3 separate regions of the Sus scrofa genome follow, and regions 2 and 3 are each linked to region 1. A link is a contact called in public Hi-C data. All regions are on one chromosome and are shown on one strand. Each heading gives the region's core, a stretch centred on a gene start, on an enhancer-like site or on the middle of the called end of the contact. The rest is flanking DNA. Distances are from core to core; before and after follow the strand shown. Region 1 holds the start of KIAA1468 (lisH domain and HEAT repeat-containing protein KIAA1468 homolog). Region 2 holds the start of VPS4B (vacuolar protein sorting-associated protein 4B). Region 3 holds the start of PMAIP1 (phorbol-12-myristate-13-acetate-induced protein 1).

Region 1 (3,155 bases), core at 642-3,141:
TGCAGCCCTAAAAAGACAAAAGACAAAAAAAAAAAAAAAAAAAAAAATCTGTTTAGGATTTACCTTAAAGGAAAATGCACTCCTTGAACTTTCACTACTACATCTAAGTTAGGCAATCTAAATCTCTGGCACTATTCAAAAGTATAGACAAAAAATAATCAATTAGGCTACAATTTAAAACGTGTATATTTAACATTTATTAGTAAATTCCAATTGGCCTCACATAACACACTAAAACATCTCATACCATTAGTAAGGTAATATCTAAGATGCCTCTCAAAAGGGGGTTGCTGGGAACCTAGTATACATCCTTGATGGCACGTTTTAAAGCCATAAGAAATGCTTATAAATAAATGATGAATGAGGTAGATGATTACTGTACACTGCTAAAAATGACTATAACAAGGGAAAAAAAGTTAATTCCTAACTTAATGTAGAGAAGAAGGCCTGTGAGCTGGTGAGCTGCAGATACACTGCAGGTAGATAGAATTTGCCCGCCCTCCACCCTAGGCTTCCTAAAATTCTGGAAACCTACTGAAATTACGGAACTGAAATGGAATTAAATTGAGTTTATTTAAACAGAAAAAATTTTACCAGCAAAAAACCTAACTTTTAAGTAAGTCATCCTAAAGACAAAAGGTCTTCAAGTGGATCTGACTTTAAGGGCTAGCAACATTTCCTATTCTTTTCCCTCTTGATTCTGAGTCAAATAATTACTGCGAACAATTAAAGGAACACTTTTTCCTGGTAGTGGTGATTCAGGAGATTGTCGAAAATGGAAAAATGATTAAAGCGATAAACCAGGTTGCAAAGAAGTCTTTCTGGAGTCACGTAAAGCCAGTGAACTGGAAACTCTGGATAATTAATAGATACACACCAAGAGCGGAGCCAGGAGCAGGTGCAAGTCCAGCCAAGAGTTGGAGGCGGGCAGAGAACAGTCACTGCCATATCCTTTTGCTTCCACCACGAAAGACTACCCCCAACCCGAACCGTCTCTCTCTGAAACGTCCCTAATACTCAGTACCCGCCCAGAGGTACCCCCTCCTCCACAAGAACCTCTTACAATCCCAACTGCCCAGACAAGAGGCAGGCTGCTTTCACTTACTGAGCTGTCCCCCACCCGATGTCGTACTCGGCTCCCGACCTCCTGCGCCTCCAATGCCAGCTGCTCCAGGGATTCCCGGCGCCCCCATCCCAGGCGGGGTCCCACTCTGCCTCTCGAAGTTACCAGGATTGGAGAAGTAGTCGCGCAGCCGGGGCAGCTCGCGGCCGCTCTCCAACAGCTCCGTGTGCAGCTCCAGGGCTGTCAGCAAGTATTGATCGCGCAACAGCTGAGCCGCGATCGCATCAATTGACAATCTGGCGGGGGTCTCCCCGGTGCTCCCTAGTGTCACTGCAGTCGCTGACCCCTCCCCAGGGAGCCCTGGTCTTGCACTGCTTCCTAAGGCCACGGGATCCTGGGGCGATAGCGAGTCTGCAGAGCCAGGATCTAGGCCGCTCCCAGAACTGAGCCTAAGTCCTGCCCGCCGCTCGTCGGTCGCTGAAACCTCGTCGTCGTCCTCGTCTGAATCGCTGAGGAATGGATTCACGCCGCCGCCACCACCTCCAGGCGCCATCGCCGCCATCTTACACTGTCAGGAGTGTGGGCGCCTCCCTGTCTGGATCAGACAGGCCGCAGCCTGAATTCCAGCTAAGCTTGAGCAGGCACTGTGCACCTCCACAGCCCCGGCCTCACTAGGTCCCGCCTCCTCACCTGGAGACAAGGCCCAGGCTCGGAGGCAAATGGTCCGGATGCAGCGCAGTAGCAACAGCAGCAGCCGCTGCCTTAGCAGCAGCTGCACCAGCAGCCGGGCTCTGCAGGCGTCTTCCTGGTCCCCAGTCTCGCGAGAAATGGCGCGGGCCCTGCCCCTCTTTCTGCCCCAGCCCCGCCCCTCCCCGCCCCGCCCGTTCTCAACCCCAGCCAGCAAAGATTGGGAGCCCCGCTCCCAGCTCAGAGGCAAAGCCCCTCCCCCACTCCTATTTTATTGGCCGATGGAGGGGGGCGGGGACTGGAGTTACGGAGTACGGGCCCAAGAATTATCGCGAGAGCAGCTCTGGTCAGGTAAGTATCGGGGGCGTTCCACGATAAGGGGCAGTTATGACGGTGGCCTAGGAACGTTCTCTTGGCTTTCCTTTCGGGGACCTAGGGGAACTCTGCTACAGAGCTGGATCGGCCTTCGCGCTGAGAAGACCTCATTCCTGAGATCAGGCCTCACCTGGATAAGCCCAGGTAAAGTCAGGGGACTAGAGAGGAGAGGTGTGGTGGTTCTGAAGCTGGCCTCACGGCCTCTGACGCGCTGCTTCACTTTTCCTTAGGATACTTCGCTTTTTCTTACTGTGTGCTGCTAATGACATGTTCTCCGCAAGTGTAGCAAGTGCCCAGGGCAGGGGCAGCAGTCTGAATGTGGCTTCTGTTCCTTGCTTTCTCACCTTAGGCCTGGGGACCGCCTACTTACCACCGAGTTAGAGGTAGAGCGGTATGCGGTAGGGTGAGGGTATGGGAGGTGGAGGGAGTAAATAGAAGACAGAACTCAAAGGTTTGGTTGGGTAAAGTTATATTCCATTGAAGCAGTAAAGTATCTCCTTTAGCTCTGTGAAAAAATACAAATAGAGTATTCTTTCATATCCTTAGGGCACGTTATTGGTTCATGTAAATGTATGCCAACATTTAAATGTAGGCTTAATTTCAGTTTACCAGACTCGGTAAACTAAAATTTCATTGGAGTGAAGTTTTGGGTTTTTTGTTTTGTTTTTGGTAGAAGTGTTTTGATGTTGTTAGTAGTAAGAATTTGAAGTATTTTTTGAATAGAATATTAGCTCCTAATGTTTGAATTCTAAATTGTTGTGTGTCTGCCATATATTGAAGAAAAGCATGGGGAAAAAAATCCCAGATCTTAGGGAAATTATGTCAAAATAGGCTACGCGCTGTCCTGTTACATATTTCTTAGCAAAAAAGATTGCTGATCCTCATTGTAACTAAGTTTGTCAGAGAGATTGAAAATGGAACCAATGTAATGGAGGAATGGTAGGGATTAGGGAATGTCATGGAAAGGGCATGATTAGAAATGGATTGGCTATATACAGCATTTCCATGTCTGTAATGCGGCATTTTAGAA
Region 2 (3,420 bases), core at 870-3,369, 1.1 Mb before region 1:
GCACCTGGAGTAGGTGTAAGTTCCCGGGCCAGGGACTGAACCTGTGCCACAACAGTGACCTCAGCCACTGCAGTGACAATGCTGGATCCTTTACATGATGAGCCGCACAGGAACTCTTTGACATTTTTTAAAAATTCTGGTTAGGCATTTTGTAGAAGTTTTATTTATTTATTTATTTTTTAAAAAAACACTCAATTTGTGTTTTTATGGCATTTTCTCATGATGAAATGTAGGTTAAGAACTTTCTAAAATACCACAGATGATACTCTTCTCATTGCATATTTGAGGGCAGGGTACATGATATCAACATGATTTATTTCTGTATTGGTGATAAAAGAGGAATGTTTGATTATTTGGTTCATATCCAGCATCTAAAGTACCCTGGCATATGGTATTACTCAATAAATAACTCAATGAATTCTCTTTTCATCATTACATGTCTATTTCTCCCACTAAATTGTAAACTCCTAAATGGCAAGGACCATATCTTATTCATCTTCAAAGTTTCCTAATACCTAGTGGACTTTTGTTTAGTGGGTGTTCAGTAAAACTTTAGAGATTGAATTGAAAGGTAAATTGGAGTCTGGTTGTACCTTCAGGCAAAAGCAAGTCTAAAAGTCACTAAGGAACCAGAGAGTTATTTTAAGCAGCTCAGTTTAATAGTTTAACTTTCATTTAGTGTCTACAATGTGCTCACATTCTAAGGGCTGGAGTCCTTACATTATTTTACCAGTAACTGAAAGGGGACAGAGGAGTGAGAAGAAGCATTGGTAGATGCAGGCAGAGGGCTTTATCTTTGAACCTGGATGACAGAGATTTGGTGATATCCTTCTGAGAAGGCAAGACAGAGAAGGAAGTATGAGGTATAATTAATTTGGCTTTCAATGTGTTGAATTTGTCTTGTGGGGAAACTATACAGTTTTTGGAGATCTCTGGGAGTGAACTGTTAAATACTGGGCAGAACACACCCTGGCCTGGAGATTGACATTGGAAGCCATTTCTATCCTGTTGTTATCTGGAGCCCAGGAAACGGTAAGAGGAGCAGAGATTGAGTAGTATGAAAGAGGATGCCGCACTCTTGAGGAAATTCTACCCTTAGGAATTAAGAATGGTAGAAAGTGAAGAGGATAGAGAAAGGACACTAGGACACTATGCAGAAGAGATTTCAATAACCGGGTAGTGACAATACCAATAAAAAGCAGGAGGGGGGTTCCCTGGTGGCCTAGCAGTGAGGATTCAGCCTAGTCACTGCTGCAGCTCAGGTTCCTGCCACCAGGGAGGTCAAAAAAGGGGGTGGGGGAGGGAAGTACTTCATTTAGGAGACGCCAGGTGATTAGAAAGGATTAGGAAGCTAAACTAAGAAAGGATGAAGAAAAACAGGACTGTGGCTGCAAACAACAGAAAAAAGGGTCTTTAGTTCTGCCAATAATCCCCGACTTCTGTGATCACATATAAAGCACTTAACCTCTCAGGCCATTAACTTTCCTTGTAACAATAACTGGAATAAGTAATATCTGATAAGAGTTGGGTGCAGCAGCCTGCATCCCCATTGGACTACCATAATGCCTTTGAAGACAGCAGCCATACATAACTTTTACTAAAGTTCTCCGGGCCTCCTAGAGCCTTGACAATGACCGTTGGGGAAATGTTCGTTGGATAAACTGTAAAGCGTGAGCAGTAACAAGTTCCAACGCATACTCAGACCTTCCCGCTCGCTTATCCCTGTGCAATGCGCCTAACCATGCAGCGCCAGCATTCTTCACAACCCGGAGTTAGGCACTGTAATTCCCCCCATTTTACATAAGAGTAAGTGTTAAGGGGCCCAAAGTCCCCAACCAAGACTGGATCACTTTTTTCATACAGCATCCACAGCCCGACAGAGCGCGCTCCATGACCTGGAGTGAAAGGAGCCAGAGCTAATAACAGCATTAGACATCAGGAAAAGGAAGAACACCGAAGGATTCTCAGCCCCCAGAGAGCCCCTCAGCCCCAGGCCGGAGTCTCAGTGCGTCTGCGCGCTGGCTGACTTCCGCCAGGCCTCGGGTAGGCTTCAGGGACCTCTCTCCCGGTCTCGCGAGGCCTGGGACTGAGGCAAGACCCGGATGGCTCGGGACAGGGTGGTGCGCATGTTGATGACGAAAGCGGAAGTTCTAAGGCCGGAGGTGGGAGTTCAGGATTGCGGAAGTTTTGTAAGGAGGGTCGGGCGGCTTTGAGATCGCGGTGCTGTTTTCAAATAAGTTGCGGAAAGGAGGCCGCTGTTGGGGGTTTGAGAGCAGCCAGCCTACGCACGTTTAGGGGTAACTCCGGGCCTGACTCGGCGTTGCTGCTGTTGTCTTCTGCCTCCCTTCCTCTTCGGGGAATCGCCTTTCCGCCATGGCATCCACCTCGCCCAACCTCCAGGTATCACTTTTCTCCCTCCCCCTGGAGAGCCAAAGCCGAGGGGGGCGCGGGGCGTAGGGTGTGGGGTGAAGTTAGGGGGCAAGGAGGAGAGAGGAAGCGGCCGCGCCCCTCTGGCCTGACGGAGGAGGGCTGTGCCGGCGTCGGGCGGCAGGTGGGCAGGTCAGGCCCTTTCTGCCAGCTTCCGGGGTCTCCCAAGCCCAGTGATTTTGTGGGAGTCTTGATTTTCATTAAGTTTTTTTTTTTGTTTGGGGGGGGGGCGAAGTGGCTTTTTTTTTTTCCTTTGAAAGCCAGCCGAGTTTAAACTGAACTGGGCACAGATTTGAACGAGAGGCGCAGAAGCTCCAATCAGTGTAAGGGAGAAAGGAAAGATTGTAATGTATCCAAAGCACCGACTGCTCTGGATTAGTTGAAAGTAGGGTGGTCCGACTTCTCTCCTAGTTTCTCAAGTTTGTATAGGAAAACCTTTCTTTTCGAGAGCTGTCAGGTGAATAGAAACGTGCAAACAGGCTCGAATTTAGAGGAATCGGTGAATTCATTGAGTTCCGCATTCATGTGCACTCACAGCTCCCAAAATGTAGTATATAAGATCAGAGAATATTCTTAAACTCTTTTGTGACTTCACCTTCCCATCCCTACCATAGTGAGCTCCGTGTTTGGTAAATAAATCCTGTAATTTTAAGATTTTAGACTTGTTAGATCTCTGTGGAATGGGGTTCACTGAGATGAGAATTTTGTTGTTGTCGTTGTTGCTTTTTAGGGCCGCACGCGCGACATATAGACGTTCCCAGGCTAGGGGTGGAATCGGAGCTACAGCTGCGCGCCTATGCCACAGCAACACCGGATCCAAGCCGTGTTTGCGACCTACACCACAGCTCACCACAGCGCCGGATGCCCTACCCACTGAGCGAGGCAGGCATCGAACCCTGATTTTTGTGGATACTAGCTGGATTCGTTTCCGCTGAGCCAGCAGGAGAACTCCCAGATGAGAAATTTTTGAGACAGTCACCAAAAAGAGGGTTG
Region 3 (3,540 bases), core at 430-2,929, 1.9 Mb after region 1:
TCCTAAAAAACAAAAACAGAAACAAATTATCACTTAGCATACAATTTTGGAAGCCCTGAATTGTAAGAGGAAAAACTATCCCTTTCATTAAAAAGGGCAGATAATAGCACCTAGTTCTTTCCTTTTTGTTTTTTACATCTATAAATGTATTAATTTTTTGTTACATCTATAAATGTATTAATAAAAAATGTAACTGTGTGGTGATCGATGTTAACTAAACTTACTGTGGTAATCATGTCATAGTACACACATATATCAAATCATGGTGTACATCTAAAACTAATACAATGTTACATGTCACTTATACCTTAATTTTGGTTTTGTTTGTTTTTTTGTTGTTTTTACTGTATTACTGTCTAACCAAGTTTAAGAGGGACCTTTCTGCTGTCTCTTATTAATAGGGAGTAAGTCGGCTCTTGAAGATGATGGGAAATTTTTTGAAACATGGCCAGATTTCTGGGCCAGCACAAAAGACGGGCAAAGTTTCTTCCCTCCCAAGCAAGAGTCAAGAGAGCAGCCTGGTGCCAGCTTTGCCATGACCACACGGGCAATGCACCACTTCCTTTGAGCGGTCCATGGGCTCTAAAAAGTTAAACTAAGTATAAAACGGCCTATTACCATCTGATGTAACAGCAGTATGACCCACACAGATTTCCAGCTCAGAGACTTATTTGCCTTCTTTGCAACTGCTCCTTAGGAGCAGATGGCTGCTCCATTTGATAAGATTTATAAGGAAACCGACCTTAAATTATTTGATGAGGTACACGGATGGGGAAGGGCAGAGGAACGGGTGGATTGAAAAACATTGCGGACCAACTCCTGTTCTCCTACCCCATTTCTGCAGCTAATATCGATTGTTAAAATGTTACACTTCTAACAAAGAAGAAAAACTTTCTATTATCCTGATTTCACCAGTCCTTGTGGGACCTCCAACCCCTCCGTCAGTTTTTTGTGGAAGGCCTGTGATAGTATCAAGCATTATTACTGCCTGGGGTAGGGGGGTAAGGCTCAAAAGATCCAGAATACGGGAGGGAGAGGGCCTCCCTCAGAAAACGCTGGGAGGCCAGGAAGCTCCTGGAGCCTCTCTCGGCCCCACCCGCCATGGCAATGACTTTCTCCGCGTGGCTGGCGCCCGTACTTGCTCTTTTTCTTCCCATGGCCCAGGGGCAGAACAAGTGGGGATGGGAAAGCTGATCTCAGCATCCTCTGAAATGCTGCTGCATCCCAACCCTAAGCCGGACTCCCTCCCTGGTCATATCCACGGTCCGCGGTTAAACCCCTAAAGAACTTCCTGCCGGCGCCCCTAAAACATGTGCAAGGGCACAGCGCCGGCCTGACCTTGAGGCCCGGCGCACATGGGGTGACTCCGCCCGGACCGAGACCTCGACCCCAGCCTCCGCCCCGGGTCAGGATCTCCGCGGGCCCCAGCTGCTCTCTACCTGGCGGGAGGGCCACCCGCGTAGGGTTCGTCTGAGTGTTCCTACGAGACCTCCTTCCAGGCATCTCCGCAAACAGCAGCCGGAACTTTGCCGCAAAACTCCGAGAACTCAGTCCCCGGACCCGAGCACCTTGGCTCTGCAGGTAGCAGGCTGCGCGCGGGGCGGTCGGGCAGAAGCGAGCAAGCGGGAGAGAGCTAGAAAAGCAACACCCTGAACGCCCAAAAGCCTCTGAGGTTGGCGCTCCCGCCGCTGCCCGCGCTCCGACCTAATGGGGACTTCCCAGTGACGTAGAGAAACTTGACGCCGGGCCCGCCCCTGTCCCCGCCCCCTCGGACCAGCGCGCAAAGGGGCGGGGGGAGCGAGTAACTGGCCCAGCGCAGCGCGCGGTGCAGCGCGACCCGCCGGGACCCGCTGGCGACCTGCGGCGGCGCCGATCCGCGGCGGGGGGCGCCGGGAGCTTGGCGGGAGAGGCAAGGCCCAGCCTGGAAATTACTTCCTTGACAAACGAGTCAGCTGCAGACTTGTCGGGGTGTAGGAGTCGCGAGCGGAGAAAGGTTCTCCTAGCAGAAGGTTGGGGATGGGGAATCCTGGAGCTTCGTCCTTATCAGAAATGGGCAATTAGCGACGTCTGTAAACAAACCCCGAAAAGAGTTTAGAAGAGGACAGTTTTCAAACTCCGAGAACTTAGGAAGTTTCTGGGACGTGAAATGAAGAAAACTTTAATAACCATAGAGATGGTACCAGAAGCCAAGTGAGAAAAGTACCAGATTGAAACTGAAACTATTGGGAAATTGTTGCAAATTGAAAACTCGGAGCACGCGAGCAAACACTTTAGATTTGGGAGGGGGAGGGAATGTGAATGAGGGAGGGGGCTAACTAATTCACGGCTGGGTTGAAAAAGTAGAGCGTTTATTCCCCATGGGTCTCCTGACCATTGTAGATGTTTAGTAACACAAAAAAAGAGTAGGTCATCGTGTAGAAAACTTTCAATGCTTTGGTGGAGGAAAGAATGAGGAATCTGGGAATAGGAAGTTATTTGCACGATGTTTGGCTGGCACTTGAATACTTTTGTTTTTGTAAAAAGGAGGAGTCATTTGGAATGGTCATAGGTATTGAGGACCCCTTCATGCTAAGGGATTCCGCAGGCATTTCCTATTCTGTCCTCAGAACTACCCTACCAAGCTGGCATTCTTAGCATCGTGTGGCCACTTTAGATCGTGTGGTTCAAAAGCTGAAATTTGCAGAGATCGAGTTGCCTCAGCTCACACAGGCAGAGATCAGTGGCAGAATCTGAACCCTGGCAGGCCCATACCGAGCAAGCCCTCTTACCCACTGCCGCCTTACCAGGAATCAGTGTTTTAGAAAAAGAGTGTTCTTTTATTATCTGCCCTGAATAATGCAGAGGCTGTAAATTGGTTGCTTAGAGCTCCATGACTTTCTAGAAGTGCTTGGTTTGGTTCTCCGTATTGGTCTACCAGATGTCTTGTGAAAATTCGAATTGGTTTTCCAACATTTAAAAATGGAGAGATTACATTAAAAGTCCAGATTTCTGGCTTCCTTTAGGAAATCATTAGTTCCTGACAACGCAGGATCCGTTTTCCTAAAGAGCAGAGCGGGCTGGAGGCTGCCATTCCCCGTAGAGAGACATTGGGCGGGGTCACTCAGGTTGGCCACGCTCCCTGCTGTTTGTTTTTCTCATTTACTTGATCTGGCCCCAGTAGGCATTTGAACTTGTTTGTTTACCTTAAGTCACTCAATCAACACAAACCTGCAGGTTTTTATTTGTGGCTTGGTCCTGCAGAAATGTAGACAATGCTATAAGCATGGAACAAAACTACTCTTGAATTTAAACAATTTGGTTTTGAGTGTGATGAACACCCAGGGATAAGAATACACAAAATTCAGGAGTTAACCACCACATGTCACAGGAAGCCCAAGAGAGATGCAGCTTATCTTGAACCTGGTAGCCCCCCAAAATTCTCAAGGCTCTTTTTGACTGACACCGTTGGATCCCTGATTAGATAAATTAGTAAACTTCTCATCAACTCCTGCACCCTGAGATGCAGTATAGACATTCAACAAAAGAAAAACACATTACATC

The links. A called contact is a pair of places that touch in the nucleus more often than the background predicts.
Region 2: a contact with region 1 is called in a Hi-C map of alveolar macrophages, with 4 times the contacts expected there. The contact joins the promoter of VPS4B here to the promoter of KIAA1468 in region 1. A contact is called at or near these places in 1 of 5 promoter capture datasets (fetal skeletal muscle), 2 of 47 Hi-C or Micro-C datasets (alveolar macrophages and heart right ventricle) and 1 of 2 datasets of contacts at active chromatin or transcription factors (alveolar macrophages).
Region 3: a Hi-C map of heart right ventricle shows a contact between it and region 1, with 7 times the contacts expected there. The contact joins the promoter of PMAIP1 here to the promoter of KIAA1468 in region 1. A contact is called at or near these places in 1 of 47 Hi-C or Micro-C datasets (heart right ventricle) and 1 of 2 datasets of contacts at active chromatin or transcription factors (alveolar macrophages).

What each region holds. Positions count from the first base shown.
Region 1 is chr1:159,315,784-159,318,938 of Sscrofa11.1, forward strand. It overlaps KIAA1468 (lisH domain and HEAT repeat-containing protein KIAA1468 homolog), which reads right to left and starts at 1,892. Exons shown (of 29, transcript XM_005654481.3): 1 at 1,106-1,892. The coding sequence starts at 1,625. PIGN (GPI ethanolamine phosphate transferase 1) reads left to right here and starts at 1,951. Exons shown (of 28, transcript XM_021099782.1): 1 at 1,951-2,101.
Region 2 is chr1:158,230,920-158,234,339 of Sscrofa11.1, forward strand. VPS4B (vacuolar protein sorting-associated protein 4B) reads left to right here and starts at 2,120. Exons shown (of 11, transcript XM_003121699.5): 1 at 2,120-2,400. The coding sequence starts at 2,374.
Region 3 is chr1:161,186,459-161,189,998 of Sscrofa11.1, forward strand. It overlaps PMAIP1 (phorbol-12-myristate-13-acetate-induced protein 1), which reads right to left and starts at 1,680. Exons shown (of 2, transcript NM_214147.2): 1 at 1,440-1,680. The coding sequence starts at 1,503.